4 separate regions of the Sus scrofa genome follow, and all the other regions are linked to region 2. A link is a contact called in public HiChIP or PLAC-seq data. All regions are on one chromosome and are shown on one strand. Each heading gives the region's core, a stretch centred on a gene start, on an enhancer-like site or on the middle of the called end of the contact. The rest is flanking DNA. Distances are from core to core; before and after follow the strand shown. Region 1 has its middle 270 kb from the start of DUSP6. Region 2 overlaps LOC110260804 (a long non-coding RNA gene). Region 3 overlaps POC1B (POC1 centriolar protein homolog B). Region 4 has its middle 210 kb from the start of DUSP6.

Region 1 (5,767 bases), core at 989-3,488, 190 kb before region 2:
CCAGTGCTATAACTCCTTTGAAATTAAATTCTTGCTAATTAATTACTCACCAGCTCTTTCACACTTAATTTTTTTCTTCCTGAACTGGTTGCAAACAGAGCCTACGATTCCCACATCTTTTCCATTTGCCAATGAATTGTTCCTTGTGTAATGCATCATGCCCAGCAGATATTCCATTACTGTAGGAAATTATCCAGAATCATACTGCCTTCAACTTGTCCATGCCATTGCAATGGCTGTGTGAAAGACATATAGTTAGTCCTTGATATTGTGACAAGAAGTTGCAGAACCATCCATGTTGACTCTCCCAGAATCTACAGATAACATCTGCTTAAATTCTAGGAGCAAGTGGAAAGCTGCGTGATCACAGTTAAAGCATAGAAGGCATGTTAACATGATTATGGGCATGGTTTGGGAGTTCGACTTTCCAGCCTCTGCCACTTTGTAGCTGGTAGAGCTAACTAACCTCTTTAACCTCAGCTTTCTCTTCCTAGGATAGTAGGATAGGAATATAATCATAGTATCCCTCTTGTAGAGTTTTCATAATGATAAGGAAGGTAACACAGATAGCATTGCACCTGGGACAGGAGACACCCTCAATCTATAATAGCTATTCATCTCATAACTAAAATAGTTAACCAAGAACTCAAATATGTTTTAAGGACACAACAGACCATTGCTAATGATATGCAATGCATCCCATTTGAGGTTTAACTTTACATATATATATTTACATATGTGTATTTAGTATTTAAATTATTTGTAATTAATAGCGTTTAATCTTGAAAGCATTTGTGTCATCCAGTTATCACTAAGGCTTTATAGTCGTTCAGATATGGGTAAGAATTCTAGCTTTTCCACATACCTAGTCAAATGGCAAAAGACAAGTTGGCTAATATCTTGAAACTTCAAGTTTCCTTATCTGACATGAAGGAAAGGTCATTGCTACTTTTTGAGATGGTTAGAATTGCATGTAAATCCTCTAGCAGCCAATAAAAGACAACTGTCATGACTTCTAAGCCCTCCATTTTCCTGATTATCCTAAGGAGCAGCAACTCTGTACGTTTAAGGTAAGTGTAGCAGAGAGCTACATCTCAGGACACTTCACAGAGCTCTAGCTCTTCATCTTCCTAGTGGCATTCTCTGAGAATTAAGAGGCGAGTATTTCTTTGGGAACGGACTCATGTGGGAGAGCTTGGAGTAGGCACTTTTCGGACTCATTTTCTACAGTGTTGGCAGAATGTGGGTTGTCATCACAGTCTGGGTATTGTCTTCTTCCTGCAGTTGTACAATTGTCACATTGTTGCATGGTGTTATCTTCATCTCCCTGACGGACTGATTATAAGGTAAATCTGTACTGCCTGACCAATGTGCCAGGTGTCTGCTCTAATAACTCCAAGTGTTATCACTTAAAAAAAATAGAGATGTGGAGGGGAAACAAGGAGCCACCAACCAGCATGCACTTCCAACCCCACCACAAAGACACCAGATGTTGCTAGGCTGCATTTTGTTTGGACAAGTTCTGCTTAATCTTCCCTGGGATCAAGTGAGGAATTCAACCATTGCCTGCTCAGAGCAATAATGTTGACAATCATTTAGCAACATCTGGAACTAAGGGCAGTTTCTTTTTCTTTTCTCCACTGAAGGTCGGGGAGGGGGAAGGTAAGAAGGCAAAGGAAGGGATATTGAGCTATTCAAAGACAAAAATAAAAATCTAGATAGGTTAATTCACTTTTTCCTTCATAGTATAGAATCAGAGCCTTTCACTCATTAATCCAGCCTATACCAGAACCTGTGATAAATTCAGGGGTTATAATAATTATGACAAGGACAAATGTATAAATAAAAACATAGTCCTTGACTTCAAGAGGCTTTTATTCTAGAGGTTTAACAAAAAATGACCACCAAACAAATAAAAAACAGCATAATTGCACATCGAAATGCTAGCTTTGAGTAATTCTTTAAAATCAGAGAGAAGGAGCAGCGGATATTTGTGGCAGAAATAGGCACCTGGAAGAGTTGTCATTTAAGCTGAGACATGAAGGATGGAATGAGGATTGAATGTTTTCAGCTGAGGGAAGAGGATGTGCGTAGACCTGAGGGCAGTAGGAAATTTAGTGTGTTGACGGTCCCGAGGGAAGAGATCACTAAGAAGAATGAGTAACGAGGAGAGTTGCAAGATGAGGGTGGAAAAATAGTCCAGGGCCAGCTCATGCCGGTCTTTGGGTCATGACTCATATTGTTGGTAGAATAGGAAACCATTGAACAACTTTCTGAAGGAGAAAGGCATATGTGATTTAGACAGTCTAGCACAACAATCAGAGGAGAGCCAGATTACTGAAGTTTAACTCTTGGCTCAACCATGTGTTAACTGGGTGACCCTGAGCAAGGTGCTTTGTTTGCTCATCTGAAAAGAGCAATAATAATAGTATCTACTCCACTGTTTTGAAGTTTAAAGGAATTATTTCATGGGGAACTGACAAAAGGGTGGACCCCTCATAAATGGAATTGGTGCTCTTATAAAATAGGCCTCAGAGAGTTCTCTCCCCATTTTCTCCTGTGTGAGTACACTGAGAAAATCACAGTTGCAACCTGCAAAAGGGTTTCGCACCAGAACCCAACCATGCTGATCCCCTAAACTTGGACTTATGTTCTCCAAAAGTGTGAGAAATAAATTTCTGTTGTTTGTAAGGCAACCTGTCTATGGCTCTTTGTTTAAAAGCTCAAACTAAGACAATATGTGATTTTTTTTTTTTTTTTTTTTTTTTTTTTTTTTTTTTTTTTTTTTGCCATGAAATGCAGCAGCTTGATGTGAGATCACAGTTCTTAGGCCAGGATTGAACCTGATCCACAGTGGTGAAAGCCCTGAACCTAACCATTTGACCACCAGGGAACTCTTCATTTTCTTTCTTTTTTTTTTTTTTTTTTTTTTTTTTTTTTTTTGTCTTTTTGCCTTGTTTCTAGGCCCACTTCTGTGGCATATGCAGGTTCCCAGGCTAGGGGTCGAATCAGAGCTATAGCCGCTGGCCTATGCCAGAGCCACAGCAACACTAGATCCAAGCTGTGTCTGCGACCTACCCCACAGCTCACGGCAACGCCGGATCCTTAACCCACTGAGCAAGGCCAGGGACTGAACCTACAACCTCATGATTCCTAGTCGGATTCATTAACCACTGCGCCACGACGGGAACTCCTTGATTTTCACTTTTAAAAAGTTGTTGCTCCTGATAACGTGTGGACAATGGACAAGAAAAAGTGGTAGCAGAAAGATGCACTGAAAGAGTGTATGTAGTAATATAGCATAGAAAATCTGAAAGTCTGAAATAGGAGGGCAGAATTGGGGGTGTCGGAAGGAACTGGATTAAGATAATGTCTGGGCATAAATAAAATGTACTTCCTGATGGACTGGAAATGAAAGTGAGGAGAAACCAGATCAAGAATGGATCTGAGACTTTTCAAAATAACCAAAAGGCAGCAATAACCCAAATGTTTCTCAATAATGAATGGATAAGCAAACTGTGATGTATACATACACTGACATATTATCTAGCCACCAAAAGGAATGAAACATTGAAACATGCTACTATGTAGATGAACCTTCAAAGATGATCCTAGGTGAGAGAAGCAAGACACAAAAGATCACATAATGTATGATTGATTTATGTGAAATATCCAGCATAAATTAATCCATAGAGAGGGGTAGCATTTTGATGGTTCCCAGGAGTTAGGAGGAGGAGAGAATGGGGGAGTAACTGCTTGATGGGTATAAGGATTCCTTTTGGTTTAAGGAAAATATTTTGGAACTTGTTAGAGAAATAACATTGTGATTATACTAAATGCCACTGAATTGTTCACTGTAAAATTTGTCGTTTTTATGTTACATGCATTTCACCTCAATTAAATTTTTAAAAAGAAAAATATTAGATCTTAAATTTTATCTTGATCAACTAGATGAAGAGTTCTCAAATCAAATGAGAACAAAGGAGCTCATTGTTGTTGGGAAGTTTGAGTATGTAATGTTCATTATTTATGCAAATAAAAAAGCAAGAAATAAGTTACTACAATTCAACACATGACATTTAAAACAGTGGAAATGACTGATATGAGCAAGAAGAAAATTTAGAGAAAAGATATGATAAAGACCTTGGGATAACCTGTGAGAAATGCCAACAGCCCATTGGACTGTGTTGAAGAATGGAAGAAAGATGAGAAGGTAGAAGTAGTCTGTTCAGTTATAAACTTGGAATTTGTTTCTAAAGGGGAATAGAAAAATAAGGCAGGAACTGAAGTAATATATATGGTTACCCACCAAAAAAAAAAAAAAAAAAGTCTTAGAAGAGGGAAAATACTACAGCATGCTTGTAAAATAAAGGAATGATTAAATGAACGGTAAGATGTTGCTGCTGAGAGACAGCATGAATAACTCAAGGAGCAAAGTCTTTCTAATGCAAGAGGCAGCAGAATCCAAAGCCAAAGTGGAAACATATCCCTTCTTAGAAGAGGAGCAGCACTTCCTTCATTGCGGAGAAAGGAGAATTAGGATGGAGATGCACCAAACTGGCAGGTTTTGTGGTGGGAAGATGAGTGAGTTCATTTTCAATGACTTCTAGTTTCTCAATGAAGTATGAGTCTGGTCATGAGAAGGATGCGTGGGAGGTTTGAGGAAAAGGAGATGATATAGTACAGTCATCTCACAGAGATGGAGAAACTTAATAGGATTCCTGAGCAGTTCTGAGTGCCCACTTGAGGTTTCTGAATTCTGAATCAGTCATCTTTGCTTTGTGATTTTTTTCCCAACAACACTGCCTCTTGGGTTTGGGCAAAGGAAAAGCAGGAAAGAATCCTGCAACCTTAGAATAACTGTTATGATTCACCCAGGACCTATCATATTCCGCTTCCTGCTCATTGGCTGGTGGGCACTGAAGGAAGTTCAGTAAGCCCATTTGTTAAATATAGAAGGAAGAAACATCAGCATCAAGATATTTTGTGCCTGGACATCTGCCACCAGTAGTAACAAGGTTACGTCCAAATCTTTGGCCCCAACTAACCAAGGCATCCAGTAAGAAACAGTCTTGTAGCCATACTTACACCAATGATTGGAAAGGGTTGCCATGGAAATTGCCGTATTAAAAAGGTCAGAGTTGTTTCAGGAGCTTCAGTGCAGCCTCACTAATTTCATGTAAGATCTATCTGAATTAAAAGGTAAAATACAGAAGAGATGGAAAGAAAAGCAGTTGTATTTTCTTTCAAGTATATTGCGATCTATCTATTTGAACTAAAATGTGTCAAAATAATTCCAAGTGAGTGTGGTCTAAATTAATTACCTGATAAAGCAAAGTTTAAAAAGGAAAAATAGACAGCCTATAAATCCTACAGAAACCACCACAATGGCTAGTAGGATATGAAGAACGGATGGATTTTAATGGTGTCAGGAAAGATTTTTATATAGATTAATTGAAAAAACAATATCATAGCAACCGATGTTCTCATTATGGATCAGATGAATCCTCTGTTCTGTCCTATGGGAGTTTTCCTGTCTTTGTCTTTCGTCACTTCATTTAGTGAGGCTCACATGTCCTCCCCTGCCTCTCACCATCTGTCCACACCTACTCCTCCTTCAGGAATCTGTTCTGTCTTCTCATTATGCTTCAGGTATCAGTTTAACAAACTCTCCAGGAAGATCTCCTCTATGCCATTCAGCCTTCTTTATGCCCTTTTATGGAGTATGTTTTCTCAAGAGCACTTATTACTATTATAATTATGTTGG
Region 2 (5,794 bases), core at 515-3,014:
AAAGGTGGCTTCCCCATCAAAAAGGAAAAAATAAGGAAATACTATAGATCTTTAAGCTCTTCAAAGAGAAAATGGAAATTTCTGCTAAAGTAATGCCGATTTCAACTAGATATTTGAAAAAGTCCCCAAATATTTAGGCTAGCTTAGAGCCTTTCCCACAGGGAAACTGAGATAGTATATGAACTTGTTGATTGAGGAAGGTTTAGGGTTCTGGAAAGAAGAGCTAATGAGGTACTTAGGAAGGTCGTAATTTCATTTAACAATGGGACTTAGGCTTTGTCATTGTTCACATGCATGGATCTGCTTATTCAAAGTAAAACGAAATCCTAATCAATAAAGAGGTATTGCCCTTCGGTGCAGAGCCCTCATTCAGTCCAAACTGTGATCTTAATTATTGCGCAAGACAGTTTCCTTGAACAGACCTCTGAGTGATAACTAAATAAAGCTTCTATGTAAACCATGCCTCTTAACCTTTCACCCCAGGGCCTATGCCTGAATCCCTTCTTTATTAACCTGGTAGCTCTCTCACCACAGCTATCTCTCAGGTAGTCCCAGCCTTTTGGAATAATCAGTCACCTTAGAGAAAGCAGGAAGTGTTTGCTCAGCCAACGTGGTAGTCTTTGGCTATTTCACCCTCCCCAGGGGATCTTGGCCTCTGTACAGCTATAGCTATGACGAGGCTCTCTGCAATAATTCCAAGGGTTGGACTCTAAATGCTGAAAACCCTTTCATAATTGTACACATAAAACCTGGCAAATAAACTGCCTTTTTAAGTGTAATGGAGTTATTTCTGATCCATTCACCAGGAAGCTGTATGTTACACATTAACTGCCATAGCACTATGGCTTATAGCCATTGGCTCCCTCGGAATCTTCAGTCCAGTACTTTAAAAAAAAAATAAAAAGATTTCTAGACTGTTAAGCTGCGGAGAATATGATTATTCATACGAGAAGAGTTGAGATTTTCTAAGAGTCTTTTTCTCCTGTATTTTCTTTAGAATATGTACATGCTCGTAGACTCTTATCTCACACTCACAGAAAGCTTACAAAGTTCATCTCCAATGGAAAACAGGTCAATAACCCTTCTATAGATAAAGATTTCAAACGGTGAGCAATTATCTGATGAATGTACTTCAATTGCTAATTAAGAATAATTTAATATGCAGAAGTCAGGAGTTTATCTTGCCCACATCACAAAGCCAAGTATCCGTAACTACATAGTTAGGGATATCATGTGTTGATTAAAGTTTATTACAAACAAATGAATCAACAGGAAGATACTGAGATTTTACCACTTACTTAAGGCCACTGAGTTCATAAGTCACAGATATTTAGAGCAGACGTGATCTTGAGGGAGTCTCTAAAAACAACTTCACTTTACAGATGAAAGAGGGGCTTGGGAAAAGAGCAAAATCCAGGCTGGGCTCCTCCAGTCTGATTATACCTGACTCTCCTCCTGCATCCCCCCATTTTCCGGCTTCGCATCCGTAGCAGAGGGTGGTTCTCCGTCTCTGCTTTGGGAAACTGGTAACTAACAAGTTGTCTGAGTGATAAGCATTCATAAGCACGCCTGAAGGAAGCAAGGGCTGTTGGTTTCAAAATAACCAACTGTTATTCATAAGTGTGGAATGACAACTTTTTGCTCATCTGTTGAAATTTAGCTGCCTTAAAATAACAAATATTTTCCACTTGTCCCTAACTCATTCTTGTTAACAGAGACAAATGACTCATTGAGAAATGACTTTTGACAGCTTCCAATTGCCTGGTGGATTTTTATAACTGCATTTTACTGGGTCAAGGAGCAGCCATGTGTAACTCTTTGGGGCCATTATTGGGTATAAACTCTGTGGCAACCGCACTTGCCACATTATTCATTTAATCATTTCAAGGCGAATGCCAGGGAGACCAAAGTTAACAATACTCATAGACAGAATGCCTCGTCACAAGTGGGAAAGAGAATTGTCTGCCCTGTCTCCAAGAAGAACCACGTAAGAGAACATGTAGGTGGACTGGATCAAATCCCTTACCGAAACCACAGCTTAATCCTGAGAGCATAACCTACTGACAAGGAGCCCCTTGCACTTTTATTTCTATTTACAAAAGCTACATATATGCTTCTACAGAATCATACAAAATGGCATCCTCTGAGCCATAGATTCTGGAGCTCTAACATATTATTTCTTTTCTTTCTTTTTTTTTTTTTTTTTGTCTTTTTGCCATTTCTTGGGCGGCTCCCATGGCATATGGAGGTTCCCAGGCTAGGGGTCGAATCAGAGCTGTAGCCGCCAGCCTACACCACAGCTCACGGCAACGCCGGATCCTTAATCCACTGAGCAAGGCCAGGGATTGAACCCGCAACCTCATGGTTCCTAGTCAGATTCGTCAACCACGGAGCCACGACGGGAACTCCTCTAATGTATTATTTCACAGGTGAGGAAAGAGATCAAGAAGTATTCTATGAAGATCATAGAAATGGTTAACAACAGAACTCAAGTGAGAACTCAATCTTCCTGACACCTCCTCTAGCGGGCTTTTTGTTCCATTTATGGTTCACCATAATTCTTATGTTTTTAGGTTTTTATTTTTTCTATTGTAGTTGATTTACATTGTTTTGCAGTTTCTGCTGTGCAGCAAAGTGACCCAGTCATATATATGTGTGTGTGTGTATATGTGTGTGTGTGTGCATGCGTGTGTGTGTGTGTATATATATGTGTATATATATATATATATATATATATTCTCTTTGTGTCACATTACCCTCCATCGCATGTGAGTAGATATAGTTCCCTCTGCTATACAGAAAGATCTCATTGCTTATCCACTCCAGATGCAACAGTTTGCATCTACTAACCCCAAACTCCCAGTCCATCCCAGTCCCTCCCCCGGCCCCTCGGCAACCACAAGTCTGTTCTCCAAATCCATGAGTTTGTTTCTTTTCTGTAGAAATAGTCATTTGTACTGTATATTAGATTCCAGATATGTGATATCATATGGTATCTGTCTCTCTTTCTGACTTACTTCACCTAGTATGAGAGTCTCTAGTTCCATCCATGTTCTTTTTATGGCTGAGTAGTATTCCATTGTGCATATGTACCACATCTTCTTAATCCAGTCATCCGTCAAAGGACATTTAGGTTGTTTCCATGTCTTGGCTATTGTGAATAGTGCTGCCTTGAACAGAGGGGTGCATGTATCTTTTTCAATAAAAGTTTGTCTGGATAGATGCCCAGGAGTGGGATTGCTGGGTCATATGGTAGTTCTGTATTTAGTTTTCCGAGGTACCTCCATACTGTTTTCCATAGTGATTGTATGTGGTTCACCATAATTCTTTAAAACTTTTAACAGGTTCATGTGTTAAAAAGGTCTTGCACGATGACATTTAGATTGCTAGTTATATTCTAATCTAGTTGTTAGTCTATTCCTGATGATTCTCTTCTATATGAAAAATCCTATGGTGGTTTATCACTGTACCTTCTTTCTTTTCTCTTCGTTAAAAACTAGTTTAAAACAGTGACAAAGTTATTACTATGTCCAATTTTTATTAATAATGCCTGACCTAAAATCAAAGGAATAAGAGGGAAATATCTTAAATGTCCGTTTGCAGTGTTTTAATCTCATCATGGTGACCTTTTGGAAACATTGCTTACACTCTCACTTTGAAAATGATTATAGAATCTGTCTAAAGACAAAGAGGGACCTGAATCTAAGGTTAACCTTGAGTTAAAAAGAAAAAGCAGAGGGATAAGATCAAAGGCAAATCCTCCCTCAGGGCTTCAGGAGCTGTTCTCCCCCCACCCCAGGGGAACTGTTCTTTTTCCCAAAATCTAAGCAGTCAGAATAAAGCAAATGTACAGCTCTTTACTCAGCCAGATAGAATCAAAGCCTTACATTCTATGTCCACGGAACAGGAATTTCCACACATTGATAAGGACAGCCTCAATTTGGATTGAGGTCAAGGGAGTCCTTTTTAAGTTTGTTAGAACTTCTGTTAGTTCTGTTTTCTCTCTTTTTTCGTTGTTCATTTCCAGAAAGTAGGTGATTAAGACTATAGTGCTGAAGAAAAACGTCCCACTGAGTCACAAAGCTAAGAATGTCTGTAGTGACGGTGCTAATATAAGTTTTTTTCTGGAGATTTATAGCTGTGCTGATTCACAACTTCCCACCCACGCCGAGGGGATAGGAGAAAAGAGTAGCCTTCTCTTCCAGTTAACTGTAAAATGCATGAATCAAAAAAAAAAAAAAAGAAAAGTCATATGGTTAGTTCAGAGAAGTTGGATTTGTTATATTTACAGAAATGAAGAGTCTCTCAATTAAATGTATTTTACAATGAGTCATTTTCGGATGGGGGAAGATCACATTGTGGGGAGAAGAGAATCCTCCCTCTGGCTTGATATTTTTAAACATCACAAAAGCAAATGCAAACTAATTTGCACAAAGATTCTCCCAATGGGTGAGCTAAACATACAGCCTATGAACCAAAGAATGGAATGGCAGCTGCAAGGAGCCCCAGCAGTAATGAACACTAAGCCACACAGGCTACTTACATGGGTACTGAGCTCGCTCTTTCACAAGCAGAATTTTCTCTCGGGGTAGGGGAAGGGAAACTAACATCTATTTCAGCCTCACTGCGGGCTGTAGCAGAAGTGACCACATATTGGATGTCTTTCCGCCTCAATGTAAGCCTGGGGCTCGCAATTCCCTCAATTCCCTCATATATACAGATAAAAAAGCCCAGCCAGGGGAAGGTGTATTTCCAAGATGTACTCATTACACCAGGTATATTCATTCTACAAATATTGATTGCATATGTTTTCATTGATTTTTTTGGATTATTGATTGAAAGCCCACCTGGAGTCAGGAGAAGTTAAAATACCCTGAGTTCACTTAAAATAAGAAATCTAGCACATGTAACTCAGAGATACGAGGACTAAGGGAAGTATAAATCACCCATTTCCATTTATTGGCTACATCATCAAGGATTAATTATCATGCCTATAGTATATAGAAAAAAACTAGCCAAGACACAGAAACAACCTAAATGTCCATCCACAGATGAATGGATTAAGAAGATGTGGTGCATGTGTATGATGGAATACTACTCAGCCATACAAAAGAATGAAAGAAGGCCACTTGCAGCAACATGGATGCAACTAGAGATTCTCATACTGAGTAAAGTCAGAGAAAGAGAAATGCAAATAGCGTATGACCTCACTTATATGTGGGATGTAAAATGGGACACAAATGATCCCATCTACAGAATGGAAACTGACCACGGACAGGAAAGAACAGACTTGTAGTTGCGGGGGGGGGGGGTAATGAACTCTTACAAACTCTTACATTTAGAATGAATAAGCAGTGGGGTCCTACTGTACAGCACAGGGAACTATGTCTAGTCTCTTGGGGTAGAATATGATGGACGATGGTATGAGAAAAAGAATGTAAAGCTATGTATGACTGGGTCACCATGCTGTACTACTGAAATTGACTCAACACTGTAAATCAACTACACTCTAATAAACAAAAATGAACTAGTTGTTCAGAATCCATATCTGTGTGTGACGTCATCCAACTTTATTCACCATGCATTAAAGCAACCGCTAGCAATATGTAGCAATTTAAGTTAGTTAAAAGCCAATACAACTTAAAATTCGGTGTTTTAGCTCCCTGTCAACTGCTTGACGGCCACATGTGACAAGGAGCTACTGTACTGGCCAGCACTAATTTAGAATACTAGCATCACAGAATGTTCTATTGGACAGGACTGCTGGATTCTAAATATTCTAAATTAGGAAATA
Region 3 (5,946 bases), core at 109-2,608, 170 kb after region 2:
GCTGTGTTCCTTTGGAGGCTCTAGGGGTGAATCTGTCCTTTCCTTTTTCAGCTCCTCAAGGCTGCCTACCTGCATGGCTCAAGGCTGTAGCACTCCAACCTCTTCTCCCCCTGTCATACCTTCTTCTCTAACTCCCATGCCTCCCTCCTTCCCCTGTAAGGACCTTTTGTGATTGCACTGGACCACAAATCTAGGATCATCTCCCCATTTCAAAATCCTTAACTTCATCCCATTTGCTAAACCCCTTCTGCCACATAAGGAAACGTATTCACATATTCTGGGGATGAGGCAATGGACATCTTTGTGAACCATTACTCTGCCTCATATGAGAAATGAATATACAAAAGAGACCCTGTTGGGAGTTTCCATCATGGCGCAGCAGAAATGAATCTGACTAAGAACCATGAGGTTGCAGGCCTCGCTCAGTGGGTTAAGGATCCGGCATTGCAATGAGCTGAGGTGTAGGTTGTAGATGCAGCTCAGATCTGGAGTTGCTGTGGCTGGCAGCTGTAGCTTCCATTAGACCCCTAGCCTAGGAACCTCCATGTGCCATGAGTAAGGCCCTAAAGAGAAAAACAAACAAACAAAAAACCCAAAAAAAAAAACCCAAAAGAGACTGTGTTGACATGAGATTATATTCCAATGAATGAAGAAGGAAAATATATAGATTTGTGATGTGAGGTCAGGTAGTAACAAAAGTTATGAAGAAAAATAAAGCTGGGTAAAATGTTACATCATGATTTAGCTTCATTGATGATGTATTTTTTTGGGGGGGAGGGGAATGGGTAGAGAGTAAACTTAGGGCATGTTAAGTTTGAGATGCCTATTAGACTTCCAAGGAGAAAAATCATAAATACAGGTGGAAATATACAATTCTAGATTTCTGTGTAAATCCAGGTTGGGGCAAGGGATATAAATTTGGGAATTAACAGAATTATATAAATTACCAGTTTTTATAAAGGATACAGATGAACTGCCAGGGGAAGAGGTACATAAGGCAAGGTGTGGAAGGGTACCAAGTACAGAAGTTTCTGTTCCCTTATAGCTGGGGGGTTTGGCATATAACTATTTGCAACCATGGGTCTATAATCATTGAAGGCGGAGCCAAAGAGAACGGTTGCAAAGCCTTTAGAAGGCAGGAAGAGAAGGAGCAGGAGAGGTGACTAGTGACCCAGGAGGTAGGAGGGATGCTGGACCAGAAGCCAATTAAGGAAAGAGCTTCTAGGAGGACAGAGTGATCACCAAGACCACATCCTGTAGGAAGGCTGGTCTGGATGAATCACTGGGACCCTGCCTGGAGGGGAGTGGTGGGGCAAAAGCTTAATGGGAGCGAACTCAGAAGAGTGGAAAGCGAAGAAATGAAGACAGTAAATGCCTTTTGTTTGAGGAGTTCTGCTATAAAGGGAAGCAGAACAATGAGACAGGAGCTGGAAAGGAATGAAGGATCAAATAAAGGCTTTCCTTTTTAAAGATGGGAAACACATCACCAATGTGGGCCGGTGGAAAAGATGAAGCAGCAAGAGAGCAGCGAGGTCACAGGACAGGGAGGAGATAACTACGTGGCGAATGGGCCACTGGGCAGCACCGTGTGACCCTTGGAGTTACAGAAATAAACTAGGGGCGGATCAGTCAGCACGGCTGTCTAGTCAAATTCAGTTGCATGGTTGTGGGTAGCGAGTAGGCAGAAAAATAGATTTAACCAGGCTGAAGTTTTGGGGGTGAGCTCAATGCAGAGAGGAGGGGCAAGGGCATTGCTCGGGTGATGGACTGTAGAATCCAAGCCCAATAAAGGAGAGGCACATGGACACAGAAGGTGGGCAGTGAAAAGGCGGAGGCTCGTGGGACTGGAGGCCCTCCCGGGGTGATGAGTGGTCGGAACTGGAGTACTAGAGGAAGTGGTGGCCAGTGAGTGGGAGGCTTTACACTGAGCTGACCATTAACACAAAAGATTCAGACAGTCTCTGAGTTCATCTGAGAAGCCTGACCGAGAGAGGAAGGCTGTCTTTTGGAAGTGACTCAGGGCGCTGCCCTGTCTTTGGTTCATTCCTTGAGATCAAAGACAGTGTTAACCAAGGACTGGATGGATTCATCAGAAAAAGAGCGAAAAGAGCCATGGAGTCACCCACATGGGGTTGTCACAGGTCCACAACACAGGGTTCGTTCTCCATTTCTAAAACTTGAGGACGTAAAGGCCGTTGGTCCTGGAGAAGAAAACCGCGTCTCTTCTACCCTGTTTCGGCACAGTGTAGCGTGCGTCCTTGTACACAGAAACCCTCCTACCTGATCAGGTCTGATGGATTTAAAAATATTTCTAGGATAAAATCAGAGAATGTCAAGTGGAATTTGTGTCTCCCAGACTAAATCTGTTGAGCTGAGAAAGGCTTTTGTTTATCCCTTGGGGAAAATCATACATCTTTGTCTCAAAGGGAGAAAAAGAGGCTTTGGGGATAAGGTTTTACTCAGGCTTTGATTTTTTCTTCTTCAAACCAAGTTGGAAATTTCATTTTTGTCAGATGTCTTAAAAAAACAACCCCTCCCCATTCAACTATCAACTAGAATATCTGAATGATTAATTCAGCGCCCTTGAAAAAGACAGCTGAGGCCACAAATCTGTCTTGGCCTTTAATATTTATTCTCATCTCTAGAGAAGCTTATTAATTTTGAAGCCATGAATAGGTAGGATACAGCTAGCACACATCAAATCTGTACAACAACCTCCTTCCATGTTTCACATCTTATACAATTAGGCAAACATAAACTACGAATCCCTTAAAGGAAGATTTGTCTCCTAAGGCCCTTTGCTGAGTCGAGAATCAGGCGCTGCCCTGGATAAACCTAAGTACAGACCATAATACTCAGTAAACTAGAATGAACTCTCTCTTCTGAGTTACTATAAAACTAAAAGATGCTATTTCCATTATTCTTAGCACTCTAGAAAAAGATAACGACCAATAAAACCTTCTGTAAATTCCAAAAAGAGGACAAGTAGCCATTGCATCTTTTGTGAATCCTGCTGTGCTAGATTCACAAAAGGCTACAGAGTAAGGGACGCATTCCTACTATCTCCTTTGTAGAGAACTCATCAAGAACAATTTATGCAGCATGCTGAATTGACGAGAGCAGAAATAAACCATTATATATAGTGATACTTCACTGTGTTCAAAAAATCAGCACGTGTGTGTGTGTGTGTGAATCTAAATTCTGAGGCAGGTAACAGCTTATATGGTACAATGATGTTTTTAAAAGATAGTTTACATTCAAGTAAGGATTACATCCTTGAAAAAGTTTGACTTGGAAAACCACACTTGGTTTACTTTCACCCACTTTGCGTCTCGGAAGGGCCATCTGTCCACCGTCCAGAAAGCCTCCCCTTCTTTGCATGTACCACGGCCATCAAGCGACATTGGTACAGGCATGAAAAGGAAATGCACGCTTCCCGTGATGCTAACATTTCTGAATGAATCTGTACGTCTCTTTTTATCAAATAACAACTGACTTTTTAAGCTCCAATGATGCTCTGTCAATGAAAAGACAGAAAGGATAATAAGGTAACTCTCTCCCCCACCTTAAGAAATAAAGTAGGTCCTTTTAGGATCTCTCTCTGCCTCTCCCTCTCAGAGGATACCGCCACCTCGACTGCAGTGTCTGTCATCTCAGTCTACGTCCCTTTACTTTCATCACATAGGTAGACACCCCTAAACAGCAGTTTGGTTTTTGCGTGTATTCAAACTTCATGTAAAATAGTAGCATATCAGACCTCGTTAGTATTTTCTGTTAATCGACATTGTTGGATTTGTCCACGGTGTTTCGGGCAAGTCTACTTCACCAATTTTCAATGCCAAATAGTACTCCACTGATGGGCCAGAGGTGGCCTCGCTATCGTTACTGCTCCACAGTGAGCCCTCCTGTGCCTCCCGAACACAGGCGGCGAGTATAAACGTTCAGGCAGAATTCAACCAGATAGTGTCCCAAGTGGTGGAATCGACTTACTCTGCAACAGGCAGAGGGAAGTCTCCCCTTTTTCTACAAACTCAACAAGAATTGGTTGTCAGACATTTCAAATTTTAACAAAAATACAGGCGGGAAATGGTATAGCTTTCATTTCATTGTGCATTTCCTTGATTACTGGTAATGGAGCATATTTTATGTCTACATTGATCATTCTTCTGAAAATTGCCTATTTAAGTCCTTTGTCCACTTTTTTCAGTTGGTCCACGTCTCTTTTTTTATAGTTTACATTTATAGGGGCTCCTTTTATATTACGGACACCAAGACCTTGTTGTTTATAAGTGCAACACATCCCCGACTCTGGGGATTGTCTTCATTTTTACTTTATGGGATTTTTAATACAAGTTTTTGTTTTAAATGTAGTTAAATGTATTAACCTTTTTCTTTTATGATTTGCACATTTTATATTTTGCTTAAGCCATCCTTGCCTACCCAGAATACATGAATATGTTCTTTGGTTTTCTTTTTTTTTTTTTTTTTTTTCTCCCTCTGGGCCATACCCATGGCATATGGAAATTCCCAGGCCAGGGGTTAAATCGGACCTGTAGCCACCGGCCTAGGCCACAGCCACAGCAACGCGGGAACGTGGGTGAAGTGTGCGTCTGTGACCTACACACTTAACCCACTGGGCAAGGCCAGGGATTGAACCGTGTCCTCATGGGTACCAGGGGGGTTCGTTACAACACAGTACAGCATAGCGATGTAATATTTCTATATATTACAAAACGGTCGTCATGATACGTCCAGTTAACGCCCATCATCATGCGTCATTTACAGAGTGTTTTTCTTGTGATGAGACATTTTAAGATCTACTTTGCTGGCAACTTTCAATATACAAGAGAGTATTAGTAACGCTAGTTGCCATGTTATACACCACAGCCCCATGAATTATTTATTTTATAACTGGAAGTTTGTACCTTATTTATTTTGAAATGATTCTTATTTTTGCAATTGTAGTTGGTTTTCGGTGCTCTGTCAGTTTTCTACTGTTTACAACAGAGTGATTCTGAAGTGTGGTTTTTCCACATGTAAGCCTTTAACGCATCTGATATTGACTTTGTGATTAAAAGTTAGAACTTAATTTTTTTTTTCATATAGCTAATTGTCCCAGCCACATGTATTGAACAGTCCATTTAGTGAGTAATATATCTTCCTGGTCCACAAAGTCAGGCCTTGCATATCCTGACCAGCTGCATTTGTGTGTGTCTGCTTATGTGCCCTCCGCTGGGGACTCTGTCTCCCTGTAACGAGACCTGACTCACAGCTGAATGAGTCCCCAGTCTTCACATTTCTTCAAAATTGTCCTGGTTATTTCTGGCCCTTTGCCCTTCCACATAGGCCATCATATCAACTTTTTAGGTTTCATTAAAAATCTCACTGGGATGTTTACTGGAATTGCCTTGAGTTTGTAGATTTACTCGGGCACAACTAGTATCTTTATGATATTGAGCTTCCTTATCTACAAATGTAGTATTCAAAAACCCATGGAATATTTAATAAATTTTACGTTATCCCGTCGTGGAGGCCACTCTAGTACTTTCTGTATCTTTTCAATTTTAGTATAATTGCTGTGAAAGCAACTACACCACCACATTACTGTCATAATAATGTACACAGCCAATCAAACCAACAAGCCAGATTTATCTTCAAAAAACGATTCTCATTATTTTTATGAAACATACCATTATCACAGAATCAGAAGGATTATTTGAAATAAATTTCTGAGAAACTATTTTCTGGGCTTGGCTTGCTTACACTCTGAGTTTAGATAATGCCACTCCTTGACCTCTTTATGGGGCTATTTCCTATTCCTCAAAACTCTTTTAAGTGCAAAGTTCGAAAGAAGTGAGCTGTGTTAAAAGTCATGAGATATTTTTTAAAAAATTATACACAAAATAATTCAGGCTTTGCTCACTTGAATAAGACTAGCTTCCTTAC
Region 4 (5,674 bases), core at 1,928-4,427, 130 kb before region 2:
ATACAATGTTAAAAACAATGAAATGTGCTTAACTTACAGCAACATAAGGTCAATATAATACTTTATGCGCACACACAGTTTTTATTTCTCCTGAGAGGACTCAGTGGCATCTTTCTTTTATTTTACCTCCCTCTTCACTCCTTTGAGGTGGCTGCTACAGAATTGCCATCCCCAAACGTAGCATAAGAGGATCTTATCTGAGAAGTTCAAGAGAGCACCTCTCTGCCAGCCCTCACAAGCACATACTTCATTCTCTCTGCTTATATCAAATTCATTAACACCTAAGTGCCCTTGGACCTTCCCCAGTCCTCCCCCTGTATTAGTGTGCTAAGGCTACCATCCATAAATAATTGTAGAAAACAAAATTCCCTATCATCAGGGAGTTTACATACGAGCACGTGAGAAGGAAACAGAAAATAAAATATGTGAATTATGTAATCTATTGGAAGATAGTCAATGCTATGGAGAAAAATAAAGCAGAGAAAGTAAATAGAGAGACTCGGGGGAAAAGGGACTTGTATTTTAGTTTGGTGTTTAGGGAAGGCCTGGTTTCAAGGAATTGAGGGAATTCACCATGCAAATACTTGGGGGGAACGTGTTCTAGGGAGAGGCTAAAGCAGAGGCAGTGTCCACGAAGCAAGTGTAAGCCAGAAGTACCTGAGAAATGTCTGGGAGGCCAGTGTGACAAGCAGGAGGCAGCAAGGCAGAAGGGTGGAGAAAATAAAATCATTAAAATCACTATCTTGAAGAGATATCTCTACCCTATGTTCATTGCAACATTATTCATAATAACCAAAATAGACACAACCTACATGTCCATTGACGGATGAAGGGGTAAGGAAAATGTGCATGTGATAGAATATCATTCAACCATAGAAATGAAAATCCTGTCATTTTGGACCACATGGTTGGACCTTGAAAGCATTGTATGAAGTGAAATAAGTTAGAGAAGGACAAATACTGTCTGATATCACCTATATGGAAATCTAAAAAAGCCAGACGCACAGAAACAGAGTACATTGGTGGCCAGCAGATGTTAGGGGGAGAGAGGAAATGAGACACTGGTCAAAGGGTGCAAACTTCCAGTTATGAGTAAGTTAGGGGGATCTAACATACAACCAGGTGACTATAGTTAACGATGCTGTACTGTACACTTGAAAATTGCTGAGAGTAAGTTGTAAATGTTCTTACCACACACTCACACACACCTAATTATGTGAGGTGATGGACATGCTAACTAATCTTACTATGTACTCACTTTGCATGTATCAAATCATCATGTTGTACACCTTAAACTTACACAATGTTACATGTCATTTAAATCTCAGTAAAGCTGTGGGTCGAGGGGGAAGGCAAGAGGCTCAGGACATGAGGTTAGAGGGTAACGGGGGGCCAGACAGTATGGAACCCTTTATAAAGTGTTTACTTTTCAGTCCAAGTTAAGCAGCGATCAGTGAAGGCCTCTGAGCCGAAGAGCAACAAGATCGGACTTAAGTTTGAAAAGGACCCCTCCTTTCATAATTTATTATGTTTGTTATTATGTGAGCTAGATCCTTTGTAAGCAAACATGCCTAATATCTAAAAAGACATTAAAAGGACAACAGATGAGGAAAGGCCAGCATGCATAAGTGGTGTTGGTTGGAGCATAAGAATGAAAGGTGGCCAGGAGTTTGCTGGGGCTATAGAATAGAAGAGAACATGAGATTTTAACGAGTTGTCATAAATAAAGACCTTGGACCATTGTGAAAGTTTGAGAGAAAAATGAACAAAAGTTGACCCTGTGTCCATAAGCAAAATACTTCTTAGCTTAGATTATGATGGATCATGGCTTCATAAAGTGTTTAATTATCAAGTGTAATGTAACCATCCCCAAATTAACAGTTTAAAATTAGAATGTATATATGTATGTGTGACTGGGTCACTTTGCTGTACAGTAGAAAATTGACAGAACGCTGTAAACTAGCTAAACTAAACTAAACTAGCCATTAGGAAAAAATATCATTAAAAAATTAAAATTATAGAAAAATGCATTTTTCTCATGACGCTGAAACTTGGTCAGGGCTCAGCAAGAACTGCTCTATTTCCAGAGTGTCAGCAGGGAAATTTTGCAGCCAGGGGCTGGGCTCTTCTGCAATTTTTCTCATAGTTCTGATGGTTGATGCTGGAAGACTCAAACAGAGGGCTACACCACTAGGCTTCTGTGACATTGTGATTTATAATAAGAACTATAGGGAGTTCCTTTCGTGGCTCAGTGGAAACGAATCCGACTAGGAACCTTGAGGTTGCGGGTTCGATCCCTGGCCTTGCTCAGTGGGTTAAGGATCCGGCATTGCCGTGAGCTGTGGTGTAGGTCACAGACGAGGCTCAGATATGGTGTTGCTGTGGCTGTGGCATAGGATCCGATTGGATCCCTAGCCTGGGAACCTCCATATGCCATGAGTGCGGCCCTAAAAATAGAAAAGACAAAAAAAAAAAAAAAAAAACTATATATATGGTCTTCTTCCCATTCCTGGCACAGAGCTCCTAAGATCCTTGGAGTTTCCTGTGAGGAGAGCAGTATAGGGTCCTTTCATTATGTTAATAAATGACTTTTATAAAGCATCTAAGGAAGGAGGCTGGTTGCTAGGGGAACCCACTTTGATTTGAGAGTTAGAACTTTCAGTCTCGCCCCAACATCTGGAAGAGAAGAAGGCCTGAAGATTGAGTTCAATCATCAGTAGACAAAATTTAATCAATCATGCCTGTGTAATGAAGCTTCCATAAAATCCCAAAAGGACAGGGTTTGGAGAGCTTCTTGGTTGGTGAACATGTGGAGATTTGAAAAAAGCAGCAAACCCAGAGAGTGAAGAAGCTCCAAGATCCTTCCTGTACACCTTACCCTACACATCTCTTCCATCTGGCTGTTCCTGAGTTATATCCTTTGATAATAAACTAATAGTCTAGTGAGTAAAATGTTTCTCTGAGTTGTGTGAGCTGCTCTAGCAAATAAGTTGAACCCTAAGCGTTGAACTCATTAGAATCTCCACTCTATAGTCAGTTTGTCAGAAGCACAGGTGATAAACTGGACTTGTGATTGACTTCTCAAATGGGAAGGGGAAGCAGTCTTGTAGGACTGAAGTCTTAACCCATAGAGTCTGCTGCTATCTCTGGGTAGATAGTGTCAGAAGTAAGTGGAATTGTAACACACCCAGCTGGTATTGCAGAATTGCTTGGTGGTATGGGGAAAAAACTGATGCATCAGACAGAATTGGTGGAGAAAATCTTAGCTTCTGTGTGTCTGTGTGGACTCTCTGCATGGTCTCTCCAGTATGACAGTTTCAGGGTTACTGGACTGCTACATACTAGCTTGGGACTCCCAAGGTGAATGTCCTGAGAGATGGAAGGAGCCTGGAAAAAGCTGAGTCACCACTTATGACTTAGCCTCTGAAGGCATGCAGCATCACTCCTGCCACTTTCTCTTTGCCAGAAGTTAGTCACTACAGCCAGCCTATATTCAAGGGGAGGCAGATTAGACTTCATATTATGTATGAAAAGTCAAATAATTTGGGTACATGCATTAAAACCACTACATGAATATTTTACTTATAGCTCTTTATAGATATGTGGAACACACTTGCATACACCTCTGACCCTGATACTCCCAGGCTCTCCAAATCTGCCCGCACTTTGTGGGGGCAGTAGACTCTGCTAATCCTCTTTGCTGGAGGGGAGACCTGAACACAGAAATGCCGGGAGTAGGAACAGAAAAAGCGATCCTCCTATTTGTGCCTACAGAGGACAAAAAAGGAAGAAGTATGTTTCAAGAAATTATTTGCTTTTATTTGCAGTGATGTAGAGGTAGAATATGGAGATGAATACACCAGTTGGGTTGACAATTAAGCAATAATCAAACTACTGACTCCTGGGCGTCTCCACCTAGATAGCCAATCAGTATCTTGAACTCAGCATATCCAAGTTGAACTCAGTTCTCTCCTTTCTCAAGTCTACCCACTTGCATTCCCTTTTTTCATTTCTTCAGCCCCCACTCTACTCTGTAATCAAGGGACACACCTACCCCTCTTCCACTACCTATATTTAATTAGGTAAAAAGTCCACCTCCTCAATATCTCTTGAGTCCATTTTCCCCGCTGATTCTGCCTCAATTCTATCCTCAGCATCTCTCCTTCATAGCAACTAAATGAACTGGCTATTTTGCCTCTCTTTTTGTCATTTCATCTGCCACAATGTCAATTGTTACCTTTCAAAAACACAGATCTAATAAGGGCATGGTCTCGGGTAGAACAATGCTTCTTCATTACTGCAATGGCTCCTCACTACCTAAGGGATAAAAATTTTAGTGTACAGCAGGATGTAAAAGGTCAGGTTTTATTTTCCATCTACATGTGCAGACAGCACTCCAATCACTCTAGCCTTCTTGTCTTTCTCCAAACACATCATGTTCTCTCTTGCCTCTGTGCATAATGGCCACGGTGTTTCTTCTAGAAAAGCCCTTTGCCCTTTGGAGTCATCACTTAAAATCCTTCAAATCCCTGCTTCAGCGTTATCTCTGTCGAAAATGTTCACTTTAAATCCATGTTAATTACTTTCCTGTGTTCCATCGAATCTTGTGTTCATTTTTTAATTGTTCTCACTTTATCATTTCATAATTAACAGTTTTCACACCGCTAACATGAAACCTCGAAGCTCATTAAGCATACAAAATATTATCTTGTACGTCTTTGTATCTTACTTGTGTCTGTCACACAAAAAACAGCCAGTAAGTGTACCTCAAAAGAAGGAATGAATGAATTAGAATTAGTACTCTTTAAGCTTGTACAAACTATTCTTGCTCAAAAGTTCAAACTATAGAGCAATCATTTATTTGTTTCTTTTTATTTGAATTTTTTATTGAAGTATAGTTGATTATAATGTTGTTCCAATTTCTGCTATACAGCAAAGTGACCCAGTTTTATATATATATTCCTTTTTTTTTATATGATCTTCCATCATGTTCTATCCTAAGAGACTGGATACAGTTCCCTGTGGTATATAGTAGGACCTCATTGCTTATCCATTGTAAATGTAATAGTTTGTCTTCTAACCCCAAAGATCATTTATAATAAAAGAGAGAAGCAGCAAACTGTCCATGTTGGATCACTAGATAAAACACAGAAGGGCTAAATCTCAACAAGCTTAAAGGGCATCAAAAAAAAAAAAAATCATAGTCCTTTTGAAAAGGAATGAAGAGTAATGTATGAATAAATAGATGGATGGGTGGATATAGCACCAGATAATTTAAACCATAACTAAATGATTCCACCCAAGAAAAAGTAACTTTTCCTCCTAAGACGTGCCCAGAAAGGTAAGCCATGGGAAATGTATAGCAGTTCTTCCAACCACAAAGATTCACAGAAAAGAGAAGTGGTCGATAACTTTGAAGTGTCCTGTACCAGTAACGTGCTTATCAACACTCTGTCAAAAAACAACAGTTCCTTTCATGACAAAGGGGTTGTAGAATTTAACAATTCTGGCTAACAATGGAACTACTAAAAATGAACAGAATTTCAAGCTTATGTACTAGATTTTCAAGTAAATATCATTTTATCATAGAAAAATATGACCATTTTTAATTGTGGCTACTTTTCATGCTACAAGCTTATGCCAGGCAACACCTTTACAGTGGGAGGCTAAGAAG

What was found. HiChIP or PLAC-seq counts read pairs in DNA pulled down with a chosen protein or histone mark.
Region 1: an H3K27ac HiChIP or PLAC-seq map of alveolar macrophages shows a contact between it and region 2. The contact joins two enhancer-like sites. A contact is called at or near these places in 5 of 47 Hi-C or Micro-C datasets (embryonic fibroblasts, epiblast stem cells, heart right ventricle and 1 more) and 1 of 2 datasets of contacts at active chromatin or transcription factors (alveolar macrophages).
Region 3: an H3K27ac HiChIP or PLAC-seq map of alveolar macrophages shows a contact between it and region 2. The contact joins two enhancer-like sites. A contact is called at or near these places in 3 of 47 Hi-C or Micro-C datasets (alveolar macrophages, retroperitoneal adipose tissue and subcutaneous adipose tissue) and 1 of 2 datasets of contacts at active chromatin or transcription factors (alveolar macrophages).
Region 4: a contact with region 2 is called in an H3K27ac HiChIP or PLAC-seq map of alveolar macrophages. The contact joins two enhancer-like sites. A contact is called at or near these places in 2 of 47 Hi-C or Micro-C datasets (epiblast stem cells and liver) and 1 of 2 datasets of contacts at active chromatin or transcription factors (alveolar macrophages).

Annotation. Positions count from the first base shown.
Region 1 is chr5:93,566,257-93,572,023 of Sscrofa11.1, reverse strand. It overlaps the pseudogene LOC100523905. Among named protein-coding and RNA genes, the nearest start is that of DUSP6, 270 kb to the right of the region's middle. Within about 2 kb of position 2,238, at least 9 of the 83 cell types and tissues checked have an H3K27ac peak or open chromatin away from gene starts, as enhancers often do. A contact at or near this core is called in alveolar macrophages, where this site is marked.
Region 2 is chr5:93,375,596-93,381,389 of Sscrofa11.1, reverse strand. The region is part of intron 2 of LOC110260804 (a long non-coding RNA gene); the gene reads left to right. Among named protein-coding and RNA genes, the nearest start is that of DUSP6, 75 kb to the right of the region's middle. Within about 2 kb of position 1,764, at least 30 of the 83 cell types and tissues checked have an H3K27ac peak or open chromatin away from gene starts, as enhancers often do. A contact at or near this core is called in alveolar macrophages, where this site is marked.
Region 3 is chr5:93,202,888-93,208,833 of Sscrofa11.1, reverse strand. The region is part of intron 10 of POC1B (POC1 centriolar protein homolog B); the gene reads right to left. Among named protein-coding and RNA genes, the nearest start is that of GALNT4, 73 kb to the right of the region's middle. Within about 2 kb of position 1,358, at least 6 of the 83 cell types and tissues checked have an H3K27ac peak or open chromatin away from gene starts, as enhancers often do. A contact at or near this core is called in alveolar macrophages, where this site is marked.
Region 4 is chr5:93,511,209-93,516,882 of Sscrofa11.1, reverse strand. No RefSeq gene overlaps it. Among named protein-coding and RNA genes, the nearest start is that of DUSP6, 210 kb to the right of the region's middle. Within about 2 kb of position 3,177, at least 2 of the 83 cell types and tissues checked have an H3K27ac peak or open chromatin away from gene starts, as enhancers often do. A contact at or near this core is called in alveolar macrophages, where this site is marked.